2 separate regions of the Capra hircus genome follow, and region 2 is linked to region 1. The links are chromatin contacts, called in public Hi-C maps. All regions are on one chromosome and are shown on one strand. The core of a region is the stretch at or near the end of the contact, and the rest is flanking DNA. Distances in the headings are between cores, read along the strand shown.

Region 1 (5,067 bases), core at 863-3,362:
AGATAGGGACAAAGCTGGTGTCCTGCACAAAGATCCTGAACCCAGAAGAATAACTCCTGTGTACCCATAGGAGGAATTGAAATCCTTGGAGGAGTTGCATGCAGATACCCCCACAGGCAGCTAGATAACCAAAATCCCACAGAGAAGCCTGAAGAGTGAAAAAGAAAAATGTGTGGCCCCATCACATTTACAAAAGGTTATAGGCGGCTTAGATAGTAAAGAAATGCACCTGCAATGCAGGAGACCCGGGTTCGATTCCTGGGTTGGGAAGAACCCCTGGAGAAGAGAATGGCAACCCATTCCAATATTCTTGCCTGGAGAATTCCATGGACAGAGGAGCCTGGCAGACTACAGTCCATGGGGTTACAAAGAGTTGGACACGACTGAGCGACTAACACACACATACGAACGTTTAACCTGCATGAGAGCAGATACACACTTTTCTTAAATGCAAAAATGACAGCAGCTACACTAAATAGGAACTCAATAAATGTTTGTTTCCTCCTCTGCCCCCACCTATTGCTTGCCCACCTCTTGGAGGCAGAAAACTATAAGATGAAAAAAGTCTTTTTTTTTTTTTAAAAAAGCAAAATTTCCTTTAAGATATTTGAAGATAGAAAAAAAAAAAAGAAGAACTAGAAGAATGTGGGGATGGTTAAAGAGGTAACGATCCCAGAATCTTGACTTTCCTTGGGAAAAACAGTCTTGAATGGGAAAAGCATATAGTTGTTATTATTACTATCCCCCCATCCCACCCCATGGTGACAAACAATGGCCTTGGGTATGGCAGTAATGTCATTTGGGACAACACTTCTACAGAGCTAAGTATTCATTATTCACGGCAGTGTATTTGTGGAGGCACCTCAAAGGGCCTCTTATCCAGTCTCCTCTGCAGCCTAGACTTCTTTCACAGTTAGCCTGCCAGGGCCAGCTTCTGCTTCAGTACTTCTCCCCAGAAGGAGCTCTTTACTTCATGAGCAGTTTGCCCTCTGTCACTGGACAGCTGTAATGGTTAGACATTTTTTGGTAGAATTGAAATCCGTCCTCTTTTAAATTTCAGAATATACTGTTTCTAACTGCCTGTCGTATCTCGAGTTATTCTAATGTTTTAAGACCAGTTCAATCAAAGCATTAATCATCCCCCCACAACAGCAATAACAATTAGATACCCATTGGAAAATCAGGAGATTCTGATCTGCACAGATGACTGTCATGTACTTATCTTAAGCCCTTGTTCTAATGGGTAATTCCTGATTAACCTGAGTAATGAAAATGTATCACAATAAAGAAAGATTTGTCATGCCTTGTTATCACTTCATAAGGCTGTCCTTCTACATACCTGCCATAACATCAGGATATTTCTATCCCAATAAAACATGATCATGATGTGCTTGGCTAATAAAAAGGGAAAAAGCCACATATTAAAAATATGTTTAAACGATTTTCGTGAGTGATGTAAATATAAACCACCACCATCACCAGTGTCAACAATATCCTCTGTTCATTTGCCTTTTGAAATCCCTGCGGCATCTTGGGGGTGGGAGGTAAAGGAAAAGGGAGGCAGAAAATTAGCATCTGTTAAACGCTTTCCATTGCCAGGCACTGGGCTACACTCACAATAACCCTGTGAGATGGGTATTAACATGCCTTTCAGGGGAGGAAATTGGACTCAGAGAAGTTAAGTAATTTGCCTGAGGTCAGATGGCTAGTACAGGGAATCAGGATTTTAACCTAGGTAAGTCTGTTTCCAAAGCCCACACTTTTCCCCCTAAACTCGGACAGGTAAATTTTACTTTGATGCCTGCAGAGCCTCAACGAGTGGGTTCATACATGACGTTAGTGAGGCGTCTGTTGGGCTAGGAGACCTCCCCCTTCCCAGTCTGGACTCCCTGAGGAGCAGCCAGAAGTTCAGAGCCTGAACTTTGTGACTTTTGTGCTCTATCACATTACTGCCATCACCCAGGGGTGCCCACATATAATCTCAGGTGGTGACACAGGCGCCGTGACCGCTGTACGGTGACACACTCACAAAACGCAGTGTCATATTCGACCCACGCTGGGACCCACACAGGCCGGCTGTTCCTTCCCTTCTCCCGGGCAGTGACGTGCGCAGCCAGCAGGGGTCGCCGGCACACCAGGAATTACCACTCGCTGGGCCCGAACAGAACGGCAAGTTCCTCCTCTGTCTTCTCCTAAAATCTCTCGCTAATCCCTCCCCTTTCCTGCTTTCCCCTTCTAGCACCCTTTCTCTTCCCCAGGCCCTGTAGCTTCCTGTCGATGAGCTGGACAGTTGCTCCTTATATAGCACCTAAACTGCCCAATCCCAGCCTAGACTAGGGACCAGGGTTTCAGGCTGTCTGTCCTGCTTTGGGGATAGAGGTAGCAGGTAAGGAGCCTGGATTGCCCACCCTTCTGGTTCGCCCTTGACCGATAAAGAGTCTGCCTCTTCTCAGTGTCTTCCCAGCGCCAAGTCCTGGTCATCCATTTATTGTCCCAATGTTCCTGTGAAAGGAAAAGTGAAAGTGAAGTCGCTCAGTCGTGCCCGACTCTTGGCAACACCATGGATAGTAGCCTGCACCAAGCTCCCCCGTCCATGGGATTTTCAAGGCAAGGGTACTGGAGTGGGTTGCCATTTCCTTCTCCAGGGAATCTTCCCATCCCAGGGAATGTTCCTGTAACGTATGTCCCAAACATCCCGAGACTCCCAGAGTCCCTTAGCTCCTTCATCTTGGGACAGCCTGAAAATGAAGGAGGCAAATCTCTGGAGGAGTGAGTGATCTGTGACCTGTTGTTTTAGACGAGAAATCACAATTTGGGGAGTACAGGGGAAGGACCCAGGTACCCTGATTCCCAACAGAAAGAGGAGTCAGGTGTCTGCTTCCTGCAGGAAAGCTGTGGTCGCCTTCTGGGAGTGGCATCTCTCTGCTCTTTTCTGCCTCTCCCCTCCCATGCTGTAGCAACAACGCCCCAGCTTTTCCAAGCCCCCTTCTCTCTGCAGCCCCCTCCCCGCAACTCCTGGAGCCCAGTGATTGGCGGCTGCCTGCTGCAGGGCCGGCTGGGTTTATGGCTTTGCGGCAGCTGGGGAGAAAGCGAGGCCAGAGACAGAGAATGGAAACCAACCAAGAAATCGAGAATGATGAAAGAGTAAAAGAGAGGGAGATGGAGAGACAGAAAGACCTTGAGAATATCAGATATGCCAAATCAAAATAATGAGAGGGACAGGCAGAAGCAGAGATGGACGCAAAGAAAATCATAGAGATGCTGATAAAAGGTGAAAAAATGTAAGAGGGGTGGGATGAAAAAGAAAAGAAGAGGAAGACATTTGGATGAGCCCCGAGAGTGGGGATGTACAGGGCTTCCCAGGGCGACAGGAATTACTCGTAGTAAGGGACTGTACATCTAGGGTAGACATCTAGGGATTCCTAGAAATTCTGAGACAGAAGAGGCCGGAGGATCTTGCAGTTCTCCCTACACCTGTGCTACCATTTATCTGTTCTAGCCTTTTCCATGTTCACACCCTCCTGGAATTTTAAAGGTTTTTACAAAAAGTGTCCTCCTTAAGAATGATCCATGGGACTTCCCTAGTGGTCCTGTGGTTAAGAATCCACCTGCCAATGCAGGGGACATGGTTTGGATCCCGGATCGGGGACGATCCCACATGCAGCAGAGCAACCAAGCCTCAACTATTGAGCCTGCATGCCCAGAGCCCGATCTCCACAGCAAGAGAAGCCCCTGCAATGAGAAGCTCACACAGCGCAGCTAGAGAGCAGCCCCAGTTTGCTGCATCTAGAGAAAGCCCGCATGTAGCAATGAAGGCCCAGCACAGCCAAAAACAAAATAGTAAAAAAAAGAGAATGACCCAAGATCTAATGTGGAAGGATCTTGCTGCATTTTCCATGAAATGAATGGGAACACTGAGGTCTGGGATTTAGGAGGGATTTCAACATTAGAGCTACACTTTGTTGCACATATATTATTAACCTGTAAGGTGGTTGGCTCTGTATGCACCTTGACTGGCACATACCAGTGTTTATCTTATGTGATAGTAACTTCTCTGTCCTTTTTGCTATTATATAAGTAGGCTCTTTAACAGTGAGAGCTGTGTCTGCCCTTCTTTGTGGCTCCCACAGTGCCTTGTTCTTGTTTATTGAGTGAACCAGTGAATGGCCCCTGGAGATGTTTAAGCAGAGGTTGGATGACTACCAATGAGGGATGGAGTCCAGGCAATTTGTGCACTGAATGGAGAGCTGGAAATATATCTCTAAGCCCCTTTTTGGTTTTAAGATTCTATTAGTCCATATACATGAAACTAAGTTTACTGTTTCTTTTCCTAGTTCTCCAGATATTCAGGGGTAAGATGCAAAGTGAGAAACCCACGTTACAAAGTAACTATTGTGGGTAGGGCTCTGCACAAGGTGTTTTATACAGCTGATCTCATATAATCATCACAGATCCATTTTGCTGATGAGGGTTCAGAGAGATGAGGTGGTTCATTCCAGGTCACATGATTAGGAAATATGGCAAACTAAGTCTGCTGCTGCTGCTATGTCACTTCAGGCGTGTCCGACTCTGTGCAACCCCATAGACGGCAGCCATCAGGCTCCCCCGTCCCTGGGATTCTCCAGGCAAGAACACTGGAGTGGGTTGCCATTTCCTTCTCCAATGCATGAAGTGAAAGTGAAAGTGAAGTCGCTCAGTCATGTCCAGCCCTTAGCGACCCCATGGACTGTAGCCTACCAGGCTCCTCTGCCCATGGGATTTTCCAGGCAAGAGTACTAGAAATCTCTAAATCCTTGTGATTGCTTCCATGCTGTGTTTCTACCGGTTTGAGAGATTTCCGAGGTTTCAGAAAGGCAAAGAAGGAGTCGAGAAATGGAGGAAACTGGGAGAAGACATGGCTTTTAAATTTAGGGATGGGAGAGAGATTTGAGAGTCTTAGGTGGGGAGGGGGGAATCTACTTTTCTGAGAGTTACAATAGGACATTTCTGCTCTTATCTGATTATCAACAGGTACCTGGAGAAGAAGGGACAGGCACAGAGAAACTGGGAGGTGGGGTACTGAACACT
Region 2 (5,067 bases), core at 1,472-3,971, 52 kb after region 1:
GACATGGAGAGGGAGGCAGCCTTTAACTGCAGGAGGGAGAGGGGCATGGAGAGAGACTTGGCTGTTGAGAAGAAGGCAGAGTAAGGGGAATAGTGGGCAGGCACCTGTCTCTTCAGAGATCTTGGGTTGGGATAAAACAACCTTTCGGGTCAGTTGGGAGGGCAAGTTAACGAGTGGATTTTTAGGATAACCTTATCTTTTTATTAATACAAAGAACCTTATTAATCCAATGCATGCCATCTTCTTCAAAGTAGCATCTTCACCTGCTGCTGCTGCAGTTGCCTGGTCCTTCCTGACATTCCTCTTTGGGGAATCACCTTTAAAGCATGCAGTACAGCTCTGAGCTATACTGCACATTTTTATTCTTTAGGATGAATCTAATTTTTCAAAAGAGCCAAGTTTTCTCCAAGATTGGAGGATGAGGTAGTGCCCAGATGGGAAGCAGCATTTCCAGTTAAGAACAAGGTGAATGTGGGAAGGCCCAGTGGAGGGTGTGTCCTCCCAAGTGGCACCGAAAGGTCATTCTGAAGGAGATACTTGCAAGATGTGACAGAAGACTTTCCTGATGGCTTCTTGAGGACTAGTTTTATTTTTCTGTTTGTTAAAACCAGGTAATAGGACTCCCAGGAACATCCCAGCCTGGCACTGAAGCCTGGCACATTCAGCTTGACATTGGCCTGAAATGTTTGGTCAAGTGGCCCTGCCCTTGGGGAGCTTACAGTCTTCTCTCCCTGACAACGTACTATCACAGTAGCCTGGTGACACTCACCACTGCCCAGATCAACAAGTGCAACTGACCAGGGAAGAGTCAGAGTCAGTTCCTTAGGGAAGGCTGCCTGGAGGAGGAGAATTATGTGTGGGCTGTGGAAGGAGAAACTCAACGAGGCATGGATTGGAGTAGGAAAAGAGAAGAACACCTCTCTGATGGTTCTGGAGCAGGAGCAAACCATAATCCAGGCAAGGAATAGCTTTGCTGGCCTGGAATAAAAGCTGGGTTGGGGAACCAGGATGAAAGGGAATGGAGAGGGGCAGATTTTGAAGGTGGGGCTGGGTGATCTGAATTTTCTATGAGAGGAATTGGGGCCCACTGAATGGTACACAGATGTGTCAGCAGTGACAGTTCACGTACAACTGCCTGGAGAAGTGTGTACCCAAGTTTGCATGTCTTTGTGTGTGTGTGTGTGTGTGTGTGAGCACACACGTGTGGCAGGGGGACATGTTCATACAGGTGGTCTTTTAATCTACATGTGTGATTGGCAAGTTGCTCTGTCTGTGAGTGTTTGTTCATTTGTGTGTTTCCATGTGGTCAAGTGTGAATGGCATTTCGGTTGCTTTTTGTGTATTTTATTTGACTACCTGCAGTGGAGGGCTGAATGTGTGTGTGTGTCTGCAGGAGGAAAGAGGCCGGCAGGGAGCCCTGGCTACCCAAGCATCACCGACTGTCTCTCTCCCTCCACTGGCTCCATCTGCCCTCGCTGAGGTCGTGACAAGCAGGCAACCAGCAAAATGACAAAATGCTGCGCCCAGAGCCACCAGAAACACTGCAAGCCAAGAGCAGGTTCCCTCTGTGGGAGAGAAACCGGCCTGAACAGCCCGAAGGACTGACAGACAGGCAGACAGACAGAGACCTGTGCGCCCAAGGCCGCTCCCCGGTCGCGCTTCCGGGAGCAAGTGTGCTCACAGACACACGCAGGCCTGCCACGCACAGGACACACACACTCACTCGTGACCTCCCTCTCCCCACTCCTCATCCAAACCCTGCCTTCCATCCCCTCCAAACGCCTGCTTGCCAGGGTTTGGGGCGACGGGGCTGGGGGCACTCACTCGGACCTCGGAGTCAATCATCGGATGTCTGATTGCTCCTTTGGCCGTGAAAGGGTGTGGGTGTGTGCAGCGAGTGTGTTTGGTGCGTGTGTGTTTGTGCGCGTCCCCCTCCCCTTCACTCCTTCCCCAGTCCCGCCACCTCCTACCCCCCTTCCGGCCTGGGGCAGTTTCCGAAATCGCCCGGCGGCCGAGAATTCATTAGCGGGGGGCGGATGTAAACGCAGAGCGGTGGAACGTTTTAATTAGGCCTGAACAATAAACAAGCTAAACGAGGCGCGCAAGGCTCCCTGGCGGGCCCTCAGCCTCCTCCGCGCGGCGCGGACTCATTACGGCTGCAGCCAATTTCATGCCAGCGCTGAGCACGGGCTGGGCCTGGCGGGGGCGGGCAGGGTAGCGGGGGCGCTCGCGGTCCGGAGGGCGCGGCGCGGGGGCGGCGGGCGCGAGGACCGCGCCGGCGGGGGCGGCAGGCTGGGCAGGTGCCCGCCCCGCCGGGGTCGCGGCTCCCCCACTTCTCCACCATCCATCTGTGTTTCGCGGTGTCCTTGAGATGAAGGTCCCTTCTCACACCAGACGGCCAGAGTGAGCTTCTGGCTCCCTTTTCCGGGTCTATCTCGTCCTCCCTTCTCTCTGCCTCCTTCCCTCCCACTTGCTCTCACTGCGGCTGAGTCCAGCTCCCCCCTTCTCCGTGCTCTGCTTCTAACCCTCGGGTCCTCTTTTTGCCGCAGTCTCCGTGTCTCTTCCACAGGGTCTCTCCCTCCCTCCCGCCATCCACACTTTCGCCTGAACTTTATCTTTCCTCCCCCTGCTGCCGCCATCGATCTCTGCTTCGCTTCGCAGACAACGTAGCCCGCTTCCTCCGCGCCGTTGTCCTTCAGCTCATCTGCACCGGTCTTGGCCTCCTCCACGTTGTCTTCCCGCTCCCCCGCGCTCTGCCCACGGCGGCGGGAGCCTCCCAGCCTCCTCCCGGGCCCTCTGTCTGTTTCTCTGACCCGTCTAACCTTAGGTTTCAGATGTGATCCTTGGGCTTTGACCCAAGGATCTGATTGGGGGCTCTTCTGGTCTGAGACAGTTTGAGTTTGGTCTGTTTCCCCCCCTCTGCCTTCCTTTTGTGAAGCTGCACGCAAGGATCGCTGGCTCCCAGTCTCTTCCTGGACTTCCCTAGTTGCGGGTGGCAGTTGTGAAGCAGTGGCTCTTGGGCTGAGTTTGAATCCCAGCCCTAGTTCCTCACCATGTAACCTTCTAACCTGGGCTTACTCACCTGTAAAATGTTGGAAATAAACCTTAGATGCGATTAGCGCTGCGATTATAAATGTAACACACCTATAATCAGTGTATGTGCTCAATAAATATTAGACCATTATTATTCTTCACCCTTCCTCAGTCTGCTCCCCTGTCTCCTCAGCCTGGAGTTAAAAAAAAAATGTTTTGAGGAGAGAAGACCCAAAAGCAGTAGGTTTTATAGGCCCCCAAACCAATAGAATATCAGGGATTTTATATGGTCCATCCTAACAGATGCTCTAAGCTCCGAGCCCTGAGTGTGGACGAGAAGGGAAGATGGGGACTGCACTGAACCGCAGAGCATAGGAAACGATGTGGATTGGTGCACTGGACAGAGCAGATGCAAACCCAGGGGGTATGGAGGCATGCCCAGAGCCTAAGCTGTGTCAGTCCTGCAGCCGCCGCCCTCTGTAGATGCGGGCCTGGGGCTGGATCCGCTGAGAGGCTGCAGTGAGCCTCGGAGTCCAGTTTCCCCAGTACTCCAACCCCAGGCAGGACTAGACTCCTAGAGCCTCAGACCTGCATGTTCCTCTCCCCTCCATGCAGATTCGCGCGTCTCTCTCTCTCTCTCTCCCCCCCTCACACGCACACACACACATACACACACACATACACACATTCAAAGGAGTCCTGGATTACTAAAGGAAAGCAGCACCACACCGGAGATCAGTCCCCTCTAGCTGCCTGTCCTCTGACACTAAACTTACAGGACAAAGTGTGGGGCTCAGAATCCTATCCCTGTTCAGGTTGCTTTCTCTGACTTTGCTCCTCACTCCTAGGGAGCAGAACCAGGAGTAATACACTGCCTGAATGGACTGAAGGGAGACCCAGAGGGGAGGAGCCTGGGCCCTGCCTTGGGGCACTCCTAGGCTGATGGTGAGGTGAGGCTGATAGCCTGCTCCGAGGGGCCTGCTGGGCAACCCCCCACCCCCCCACCCCTTAGCAAGAGCTTGTGAGTAGAGTTGGTCAAAAGCTACTGGATCACACCTTCTTGTGAATCTGATGACAGAAGACTGGGAATGACTGAAGGAGGGAAGATGGAGGAAGATGAGGAGGTCCAGAAGACTTCCCAGAAGACAAGGAAGACGGCACTCCTTTACTTAGTAGGGAGCAGTAGAAAGGAGAGAAGAGGCAACTCTCAGGAGGTGCATTATCTTAGGGTAGGGAATGTGAACCCAGGAAGCAGATGAGGAAGAAATATGTAGACGTGTGTGTGTCTGTGTGTCTGCATCTGTGCACGTGCATGTGTGCTTAAGGAGTGTGTGTTGGGGAGGCAGAGGGCTGGAGGAGGCAGGGTTGGGAGGGCAGGATTGCTGGAGGGAGGGGTTTGGCCTGAGAGCTTGGGCTGAGAAGTCCTGGGGACCATCCCTCTGGGGCCGGATGTGATGAGGGTGTCAGTGGGCAGTGTAAATGTCCCACGCTGTAGCTCCACAGTGACCCTGGGTTGCATGGGCGAGATGCTGGGAAGTCAGGTTGACTTCCCTGACCTTGATGTGTCCTCTTACAGCCCGAGGATGAATGAGCCTGGATTTCATGGGCTAGTGAGACATGGCTGGGTGGAGACAGCTGCTCAAACTGTGAAATGTGGAGACGAGGCCTCTGGGGATCAGTAGACAGAAGGAGAGGAAGCTCACCCCTTTCATGGATTGAATTATGCATTTTAAAGCTAAAAATCTTGTCAGTTACCTGGTTTAACCTTCCATCTTCAGAGGTTAAGATATTACTTCCTCGTTTCACGCAAGAGGCCTGGACGAGTTGACTAACTTACCCGGAGTCTCCTGCGCAGAACATGCTGAGAAGTGCGCCAGGAGGCAGGTCTTTTGCCCTCTGGGAAGTAGTCTCTCCTTCACTACTTTCCCAAGAAGCAGAACCAGCAGGAGTTGATACACACAATTTGATTCCTTGCTCTGCCAATTACCAGCTCTGTGAACCAAAGCAAGTTACTCAGCCTCTCTGTGCCTTAAT

The links. A called contact is a pair of places that touch in the nucleus more often than the background predicts.
Region 2: a contact with region 1 is called in a Hi-C map of blood, with 5 times the contacts expected there. The contact joins two enhancer-like sites. A contact is called at or near these places in 2 of 5 Hi-C or Micro-C datasets (both in blood).

What each region holds. Positions count from the first base shown.
Region 1 is chr5:26,088,701-26,093,767 of ARS1.2, reverse strand. No RefSeq gene overlaps it. Among named protein-coding and RNA genes, the nearest start is that of ATP5G2, 21 kb to the left of the region's middle. Within about 2 kb of position 2,112, at least 2 of the 5 cell types and tissues checked have an H3K27ac peak or open chromatin away from gene starts, as enhancers often do.
Region 2 is chr5:26,037,380-26,042,446 of ARS1.2, reverse strand. No RefSeq gene overlaps it. Among named protein-coding and RNA genes, the nearest start is that of CALCOCO1, 30 kb to the left of the region's middle. Within about 2 kb of position 2,721, at least 1 of the 5 cell types and tissues checked has an H3K27ac peak or open chromatin away from gene starts, as enhancers often do.